Regions from separate parts of the Mus musculus genome. Here regions 1 and 2 are each linked to region 3. Evidence: chromatin contacts called from public Hi-C data. All regions are on one chromosome and are shown on one strand. The core of a region is the stretch at or near the end of the contact, and the rest is flanking DNA. Distances in the headings are between cores, read along the strand shown. Region 1 overlaps Nckap5 (NCK-associated protein 5). Region 2 overlaps Mgat5 (mannoside acetylglucosaminyltransferase 5). Region 3 has its middle 92 kb from the start of Gm41945.

What was found. A called contact is a pair of places that touch in the nucleus more often than the background predicts.
Region 1: a Hi-C map of the N1E-115 cell line shows a contact between it and region 3, with 14 times the contacts expected there. The contact joins two enhancer-like sites. A contact is called at or near these places in 1 of 484 Hi-C or Micro-C datasets (the N1E-115 cell line) and 2 of 115 datasets of contacts at active chromatin or transcription factors (astrocytes and stem cell-derived neural progenitor cells).
Region 2: a Hi-C map of the N1E-115 cell line shows a contact between it and region 3, with 6 times the contacts expected there. The contact joins two enhancer-like sites. A contact is called at or near these places in 21 of 484 Hi-C or Micro-C datasets (B cells, CD4 T cells, CD8 T cells and 12 more) and 3 of 115 datasets of contacts at active chromatin or transcription factors (astrocytes, double positive thymocytes and large pre-B cells).

Annotation. Positions count from the first base shown.
Region 1 is chr1:126,083,765-126,086,622 of GRCm38.p6, forward strand. All of the region lies in intron 10 of Nckap5 (NCK-associated protein 5), which reads right to left. Gm35562 (a long non-coding RNA gene) reads left to right here. Exons shown (of 4, transcript XR_003948708.1): 3 at 1-142; 4 at 1,219-2,858. Among named protein-coding and RNA genes, the nearest start is that of Gm35562, 39 kb to the left of the region's middle. Within about 2 kb of position 1,352, at least 2 of the 459 cell types and tissues checked have an H3K27ac peak or open chromatin away from gene starts, as enhancers often do. A contact at or near this core is called in the N1E-115 cell line, where this site is marked.
Region 2 is chr1:127,457,140-127,460,162 of GRCm38.p6, forward strand. Mgat5 (mannoside acetylglucosaminyltransferase 5) reads left to right here. Exons shown (of 18, transcript NM_145128.3): 14 at 2,697-2,843. The region is part of intron 2 of Gm41947 (a long non-coding RNA gene); the gene reads right to left. Among named protein-coding and RNA genes, the nearest start is that of Gm41947, 21 kb to the right of the region's middle. Within about 2 kb of position 1,397, at least 44 of the 459 cell types and tissues checked have an H3K27ac peak or open chromatin away from gene starts, as enhancers often do. A contact at or near this core is called in the N1E-115 cell line, where this site is marked.
Region 3 is chr1:126,930,540-126,933,502 of GRCm38.p6, forward strand. No RefSeq gene overlaps it. Among named protein-coding and RNA genes, the nearest start is that of Gm41945, 92 kb to the right of the region's middle. Within about 2 kb of position 1,477, at least 12 of the 459 cell types and tissues checked have an H3K27ac peak or open chromatin away from gene starts, as enhancers often do. A contact at or near this core is called in the N1E-115 cell line, where this site is marked.

The sequences.
Region 1 (2,858 bases), core at 102-2,601, 850 kb before region 3:
CAATCTGATCCCAGTGACACGATCTTTATCCGCCTTTCCTGGATGTTTAGCTGTTCCCAGAGGGGGAAACAATCAGAAGATTGAAGCACAGGCTGAAAACCATTCTCTCTTTCAGAAGAACTTGCGATTTGAATTTACAGAGGTAAGCATTCCAGGACTCTTCCTTTTTGTTTAATTTACAAAACCAGGGTTGAGCGGAAGTATATTAGATGAAATCATTTTCAGTGTGATGTGTATGAATGACGTAGGTCAGTGGTGTTTCAGATCACTCGAATGGCTGCAATATTAGTCTAGGAACAGTTTCATATCTAAGGAAACCCACAGACAAACTTTAGGGGTTCCCCAAATATCCAGAAGTAGCAAGAAAATTTTCTCTGTATGGAGGAGCACACCTGCTGCTCAAAGAACTCTATTAGTCAGTCCAAGCTTCGCATAACCACCCTAAGCAGCAGTTTAACTTGGGGGCATTTCTGACACACACAATTCCAGCTATCGCCTACACTCAGTTTTAAGGAAACATTTCCTCTAAGGCACAGTGCAAAACTCCACAAGGATATATTTAGAGCTAAACATCTCTGCAGAGTACCCACAAACACAAAACCCCATGAAGTCCTACAAAATTCAACAGTGAAAAGCAATCGATTGATACAGTGTGTTTTGGGGCCTGATGCTTGCTTTCTTTAAGATGCAGTTTCAGAAAGACAACCTTGCCATGCAGCCAGGTCACCTGCCCTCCCTCCCTCCCTGTTCCCAGGAAACCCAGGAAGGGTACTTCCAGGAAGGAGTAGGGGGACTGCAGTGTACACTGCCGGCGTCTGGTCGTGGTGCTGGGGGTTGTTTTGAACCCCTTCCCTCTGCTTCACAGTTCAGATGAAAATGCAGTCTAAGGAATCTCACCAGCAGGTACTAGGTCACTCATCTCACTGTGCTGATGGCAGGCTCCTGAATGCAGCCACTCTGTAACCTTCTTCTTCTCCACACAGTCAAGTCTGAGCCTCCGCTGAGTTCTTTGTATGCACTCTGCTCTCTGCATTTAAACTGCTTCCCAAAGGTACCCATTAGGTCCAAAGCATACTTTTCATGACAAATTATTTATTCTTTATTATAAAACGTATCAAATTTGTTACTAAATCTAGTTTCATTTTTGTTCATGTGACAAAGTCCCCGTCTAAACAGTAACTTTTGCGGAAACAGGGTTTATTTGTCTTATAATTCCAGGTCACAGTTCATTCCTGAAGGAAGCCAAGGCGGGGAATAAAGGCTGGAATCTTCAGACAGGCCTACTTGCTACTCTACACAGAATTACTTCTGATTGAGGAACTCACTTCACACTCCAAAAATATGGCAGGAACCAGGGAAGACACTACCTACTGGCCAGCAGGCAAGCAGGCAAGCAGGCAAGCAGGCTAATGCTCAGTTAGCTTTCTTATAGAGTTAGGATCACCTGCCTGGGGGATGGTGCTACCCAGAGTGGGCTGGGTCTTTCTATATCAATTAACAATCAAGACAACCCCCCCCCCCAAACTAGACATGACCACAGGCAAAGATGATTCTAAACAATTCCTAATTGAGTTTATCTCCCTGGATAACTGCTCTTTATGTCAAATTGACAGTTAAAGCTAACCAGGATACTACCCTGTGACACAGCACAGAAAGTAGACACTGGCAATCTAGACCAGACCTTGGTCACCACTCTGTTCCGAATACCTTCTGTGACCTTGCATGAGACAAGTATTGATGTAAGTGTTCATAACACTGGGTGGAGTAGACTGTTTGATCTTGAAAGCTGAAATATAATATCCTCTGATTGTATTATTCCTGAGCATAAGCACATTTAAAGGGCAAGTATTTTGATCATGTTACAAGATTATTAGATTCCCATCCTTATTTGGGGACCCATCTATTATGTCCACAGTGCTGTTGTCTGCAACAGATTATTAGGACACCAAACCGAATATATTTAATTCAATTTGTCCAAAGTGTAAGCATATTGGCAAGCACAAACAGACCCTTAAATGGCTTTTAATTGGTTGATTTGCTGAAAGCTATTGCAATATGCACTCTTCTACAGGCCTTGGAAAAGGGATAAAGGTGAACATTAGAAATGATGGTCTAGCAGGCAGGAGGCTCTTTAGGCAGAAAACAATGAATGCGAAGTAGATTGGCAAAGGTGAAGGAGCTATCTCTCTGGGCCACCGCCTCCCACTTCAGTGAAACTCGGAAGTAAGGATCCAGGGAAGTAAGTTCTGTTTACTAACATGGGGTAGAATGACCTCAACAAGTAATTACCATAATTGAATACATAATACATAAATTAACATAGAATTCACATTTGTGTATAAGTGCACGTATGTTTGGGCATGTTGGTATGGATATACATGAATATGTTTCATTTCCATTCATTTCTGTTTCTGTGACAAATACCCAGTCCAAAAAATAAAAAACAAAAACAAAAAAACAAAAAACAAAAACAAAAACAAAAAAACTTTTGGGTAGAAAGGGTTTATTGGTCTTATAATTCCGGCTCCTGGCTCATTACTGAAAGCAGTCAAAGCAGGAACTAAAATCCGGGAATTTTCAGACAGAGTTACTTGCTATTCCACACAGAATTACCTCTGAATGAGAAGTGTGTGTGTGTGTACCAGAATACAACCTTAAGTGTCATTTCTCAGTTTTCATATACCTTGTGGTTGGTTTGCTTTGTTTATTTGTATTGTTCTGTTGTTTTGTTTTGTTTTTTTCCCAAACAGCATCTGTCACTGGCCTGGAACTCAAGTAGGCTAGGTTAGCTAGCCACTGAACCCCAGGAATCCTCCATCTTTCCTGTAGTAGGATTACAAGTGTGTACTACCACCCCT
Region 2 (3,023 bases), core at 147-2,646, 530 kb after region 3:
TGAGTGATGAGGATTCAAACTCAGGAACAAGTAGTGTTGCCCACCAGGCTCTCTCCCCAGGCCTGGTTGCTTTCTTGTCTTGCATTTCTCTCTTCTGTGGTAAAGAAATTTATAGGGGTATAGTGGAAATAAATATGGGCTCCTCAGAAAGAAAGGAGACAAGAGACAGAGGTCGGGGAAGGAAGGGAGGGAGGAAGTGCTGCAAGTAGGCACAGTGATGGATCAAGAGAAAGGGCAAGGGGACATGGTGAGGTGTGTGAAAGACTGTCTGTGGGCAGAAGCTTCTGAGTGGAGATGCTGAGTTCTCTCTACCTAGGCTGCGCTTATTCAACTCTTAGAGATGCTATGCGACCTTCATACATGTGCTCCATTGTGCTGTCACAGGTAATGAGTACATAGGAACTAAGGGAAAATTGCTTACTGACAGCTGATAGAAAACTGTTATTTCAGTGTTTCAAGGACATACGTCAGTGCATGTCACCTTAACTAGTGTGACAAGAAAACTCATTGCTAAGAAATGGTGTGGCGTTTGCTTAAGAGTCCTTGACAGATGGTGATTGAGGCTTGGGGAGCTGTTGCAAAGTGTTTAGTGCTGCATGTATGTATGCATATGTGTGTGTGTGTTCGCATATATGAAAGCAGCTACATGAATGCCACACTGTGCATGTGAACATCAGACAAAAACTTCAGGTCTTCATTCTCCTCCCCAATCTTGTTTGAAATGGGGTGGCTACTGTTCACCATTGCGTATGCCCAACAAGCTAGCCTTCAGGCTCCAAAGGATTCTCCCATCACACTGTAGGAGCCTGGGATTGCACATACATGCTCCTGCATCCAGCTCTGTCGGGCTCTGGGGATCTGAGTTCAGGTTGCTGATGCTTGCACAGCAAGCACTTCTTTGCCCACTGTGCTGTCTCCCCAGCCCCCTCAAGTGTTTATGTGTACTGAGATACTCTGGGCCAGGAGGGCCTAGGAGTTGGTGCAAATTATTATTCAGATATAATTAAACTTAGGTCACATTTGAGTTCATCAAGCAATAGCCGCTCATCCTTTATTTAGTAGATTCAGATTGGTTGATCTAAAAGGAGATCACATGGCCCACCAGGATTCTCTGTTGGAATGGCTAAGGCATGTGCTGCTCCCATCTCTCCCAGGGTTGTTTATGACAGTGTAGGGTTAAGGAGGCTATCAGCACTCCTTGGCAGACACAATGCTCAGAGGTGGAGAAACACTCTGGGCTCCAGCATCTCTCCTTAAACCTGCCAAGACCCTGCCTGTCTTGCCTAGCACCTTCTTCTTAGAGTCGAAAAGAGCCAGAGTGCCTGATGCAGTCCTGTGTCCGCAGCTGTTAGGGTCAGGTCTGGGCCCTGGCAGCCCTAACATGCACGGCAGGCTCAGCCATGTTTCCTCAATGGGTCAACAAAAGAGGTCAATGGCAGTGAAGAGCAAAGAGAGTTACATTGTAGCCACACTGGGGAGAGAAACAAAGAAAGAGGTCTAGTGCCTCCCAAGTTCATCTTTGGAGTTCTGACACAGCGAGGACAAGCAGTGTTCCCACCACTACCACCCCTGCCAGGCCAGCACCAGACAACTCTTCTCCCAGTGTGAGACTCAGGGGAAATCCCAGTTCCGTGGGGCTCCTGGTTTCTATGTCTGGTTGCCAAAGGGAGGGGCACTAATGTCTCTTTATCTCTAAAATATCTTCATTCCAGCCTGAATGGCTACATTACTTGGTGGAAATGACCTGGGTCTTTCTGAACACGAGAGAGCAAGGAACCTCAGCATTTGCCACCCTACCTCACACCCACCAGGCACGAGACACCCATGTCCCCTTGTCACTTGGTGTGTTTAAGACTTGGCTTCTGCGTGTGGGCATAGAGAGCCAGGATTGGACCCTGCCTGGTGACTGCCACTCACAGCACACTGTCCCCTGTACCTGGTATGCACAGAGACTTGCATTTTGTGCACCTTACAGACCCTTGCCTGAGCATCCCTTTGTCCCAGCAGCTTCGGGCCACTGTGGGCTTTCTAAGGACCGTTAGCTTGTTTCTGCTGCCATCTACCGTCCATCTAGGGAAACTTGAGGTTTTGCTAGCTTGGGAGGGAAACTGGGAAATTGCAGTTTGAAACCTCTGCTCCCACAGAAGAAAAAGCAAAACCAGCCAGCTAGTGGTGTCCCCAGTGAGAACGCTATCATAAAACCCATGTTTACTGACCTCCCAAGGTCGAAAGCAGTTTCATTTGAACTGTAATCAAACCGCCAAGTGACCTTTCTGTTCCTGGCCCCCAGAGTCCCTGAAAGAGCCTGTTGTTCCCTGCTTGAGTGAAGAAACCTTCTGTTTAGTTAAGCAAGTGTTTTTCTAGTTATGTCGCCTGCTGAGTGACAGAAAGAGGATTGTTGGGTCCTGGGTTTTATTGTTGGTTTTGATTTACACTCTTGCCCTCCCTGCCCCTCAGTCCCTGACATTTTTTTTTTCACATCAGAAAAGGAGATGGGAACAAGGCAAGTTCCTTTGCAGGCCCTTGCACATGTTATTCTGCATATCCTGGTATACGCCCCTTCTCTTTGTCGCAAGTCACCCACCTGGAGATCTAAGACCCCTGCAAAACATCAGAGGCAGCCACAGAAACAGACCGCAGGAGCTGAGAGGCAGTCTGACTGGTATCTCCATGTGATGTCTTTTCCTGTCTTACAGCTGTTCGTTGGGCTCGGATTCCCTTATGAAGGCCCAGCTCCCCTGGAGGCCATCGCGAATGGATGTGCTTTCCTGAACCCCAAGTTCAACCCTCCCAAAAGCAGCAAAAACACAGACTTCTTCATTGGCAAGCCAACACTGAGAGAGGTGAGTATCTCTTTTATGCTTCTGGGTTTGTGTGTGCATATGGTCCTCCTGTGTGTGCATGCATGCACACATGAAGGTATGCACACGTGTACAGACATGCATGTGGAGGCCAGAGGTTGAAGTGAGTGTGGGGTCTTCCTCCCTCCATCTCCACTTTATCCACTAAGCCAGGGTCTTTCC
Region 3 (2,963 bases), core at 227-2,726:
TCAGATTCACGGCAGAATCTACCTACCTACAACATTGAGGAGGAAATACTATTGTCTCTGCTCTTCCCTTCATCGCCGCTGTGTGGAGGGACCACATCTCTCCCCACACCAAAGTTCCGCCAAATGTTATCTGCATAGGCATCACCAAAACCTGCCTTGGCTCTTTTTATGGAACTTGAAATCTTTTTAATTGAGACAACACCCAGCCGACCAGCCACGGGCTTGCTGCACTGGGCTTTAAGTTAGTTTGACGTTAGCCTCCTACGTGTTACCAAACGCCTGTGTGGGTGCTGCCTTCTGTCTCGTTTAACACTGCAAGATCTCAAGTGCAGGACATTCCAAACCCATCGGCCTTCTCGTTTCTCTGCTCCAAAGCGTCATTCATTCGGAGGCTCTCTTGCGTTTCATATTCATTCTTTTCTACTCCCCTCCCTCCTCAAATTTTCTCATTATAGTCTGACCCTTTAAGCACAGTGTTATCTGGTTATCATTGAAAATTGCAAAATCTATAGCATAAATATAAAAACAACGTGTATATCTTAACTGTGTATCTTATTTTTAAAACGTGTGCTAGCAGACATTAGTTGTATATCTCAATGTATTCAGTGTGTTCTTCTCCTAAAAGAACGTTCGTTCATTTAGTTATTGGAGGGGGGGCACACACATGCTTGGCTCTCAGATGGGGGTCAAACATAGCTTGGGAAAATCAGTTCTCTTTCCAGCACCTACGTAGGGTCTCGGGATTGGATTTAGATCCGTCAGTTCCTCTGGCTTGACAGCAAGCCCCCTTCCCCACTGAGCCATCTTCCCAGCCCCACGTCTATATGTAAAACCGTTTTAACAGATACGCTGCACTGTTTCACAGGCCACGGGTGCCCTTTCTGAGTTAAACCTCTGTATCCAAGAAGATAAAGCATCTGGACTTGTTCACTTCCTCTCAGCTATTTGGACATCCGCATAGTCCCGGAGATGTTACTCACCAGGTTTTTAAAATAAATAAAATAAATAAAATACTATTTCCATTTGCCCAGGTGGCAAGATTACATTTCAGGATTGAAAGACAGGAGAAAGGAGGAGGGGGGATTGCTGACACAACATCTGCACTCTCTCTCTCTCTCTCTCTCTTTTTTTTTTTTTTTTTTTTTTTTGGTGGAATTTCATCACATTTCTGCTTGCAGCCTAATCATCTTACTGGGAATTAAGAAAACACAGGAATGTTTAAATTGTGCCATGCACCCACAGCTCCTATAAGTCTCGAATTTAATCCTGGGAGGTAGCTTTTCACACCAAGAAATCCCAGGAAGAAACTTCCTTTCTGTGTGTTTTGTGAGCTATGCTCCAAAAACCCATGACCGCATGCCTAAAACTATGGATGCAGCGCCATCTAGCTGCAGCAGTGGGTGGAGCAGGAGCCCAGAATTAGTAGCTTCAACCCTGATCTGCAGCTCACCTAGACAAACAGAAGCAGCTCTGACAATTGCTCACACTGAAATGCCGCTGCTAAGGAGGGAGAGCCCAGAATTCAAGCTGAGCCTGAGATACAGAGCCAGACCTTACGTGACTAATGAAGAACGTGGCTCAGGAGATGGCACAGTTGGTGAAGTACCTGCTTTGCAAGCCTGAGAATCCAAATTCCATACCAGGAATGTCATACGAAAATATCAGGCATGATGGCATGTGCCTGTTATCCTAGAACTGGAGAAAAGGAAATAGGCATATCCAACCTAGCCTACTTGGTGAGCTCCAAGCCAAACAACAAGAGATCCTGTCTCATAACAGCAAGGTGAATGGTACTTGAGAAATAGCTCGGATTGACCTCTGACTTCCACATGCACATGCTTACATGTGCAACAGAAAGGGGGAGAGGGGGAGGGAGAGAGGGAGAGAGGGAGAGAGGGAGAGAGGGAGAGAGGGAGAGAGGGAGAGAGGGGAGAGGGAGAGAGGGAGAGAGGGAGAGAGGGGGAGAGGGGGAGAGAGGGGAGAGAGGGAGAGAGGGAGAGAGAGAGAGAGAGAGAGAGAGAGAGAGAGAGAGAGAGAGAGAGAGAGAGAGAGGAGAGAAGCCCACTTTGCAGAAACACTGTGAAGTCTGGCATCATCAGAAGAAGAGCCAGGACATAAAAGCACAGCCCCTTGCTAGCATCACTCCCCCCCACTAGCTGGCTGTGGCTTCTCATACTGTCCTGAGCTCAGAGTCCCTCAAGGAGATTCAGGATGATAACTGTCATGCATTCAGTAGACTGTCGGCTGCACTCACTGCCTAATAAAACAGTCATATGCTTGAGGATATGGGGGAGGGGCTTGGTACCACTGTGGAGAGCTGAAGTCTAGGGAGCCTTGGCATGGGTCTGATCTGTGCCCACGGCATGGGCACAATCCACTCTCTTTTTTTATTTGAGCTTTTGATCAAATGACCCAGTGGCAGCATCCCCGGGTGCTCTAAGCACAACGTTTAAGATAAAGTGCCCTCTGAGAACCTATTTAACACTTGGCTACTCTCTATTTCTTGAGACTACTCAGTTACATCTACGGTAATCAGCTCAAAGAGCAGCCATTAACATGCATACAGATGAAACTGATTTTCCCTGAAACACCCTTTTCAGTGCTTTCCAAGGAGGCCTGTCTAACAGCAGACCCACGTTCTGGAATGAGTTCCATCTGGTAACTGAACTGTCCTTTGTCTTGGCTTCCTGTCCTGACCTCTGCCTGGCTATGTCTCTAGCTGGCCACCTCCATCTCCTTCCTGTCATAGCTCCTTCTTCCCTGGTCTGAAGACTGGTTTCTGTAGTGTGGGCTGGGTATTCTCCTTACTGCCAGTTTGGTGTGGCTAGCAGGAGTGAGGAAGGAGAGCAAGGGCAGGGTGTCTGTCAGCCCCTGGCTTTTCCAAATAGCACCATACCCCTGAGAATGAAGACTCTGACCTCTCTGTCCTTGACGCTCTACTTCAGGGTTCCTAGCTCTTTCCC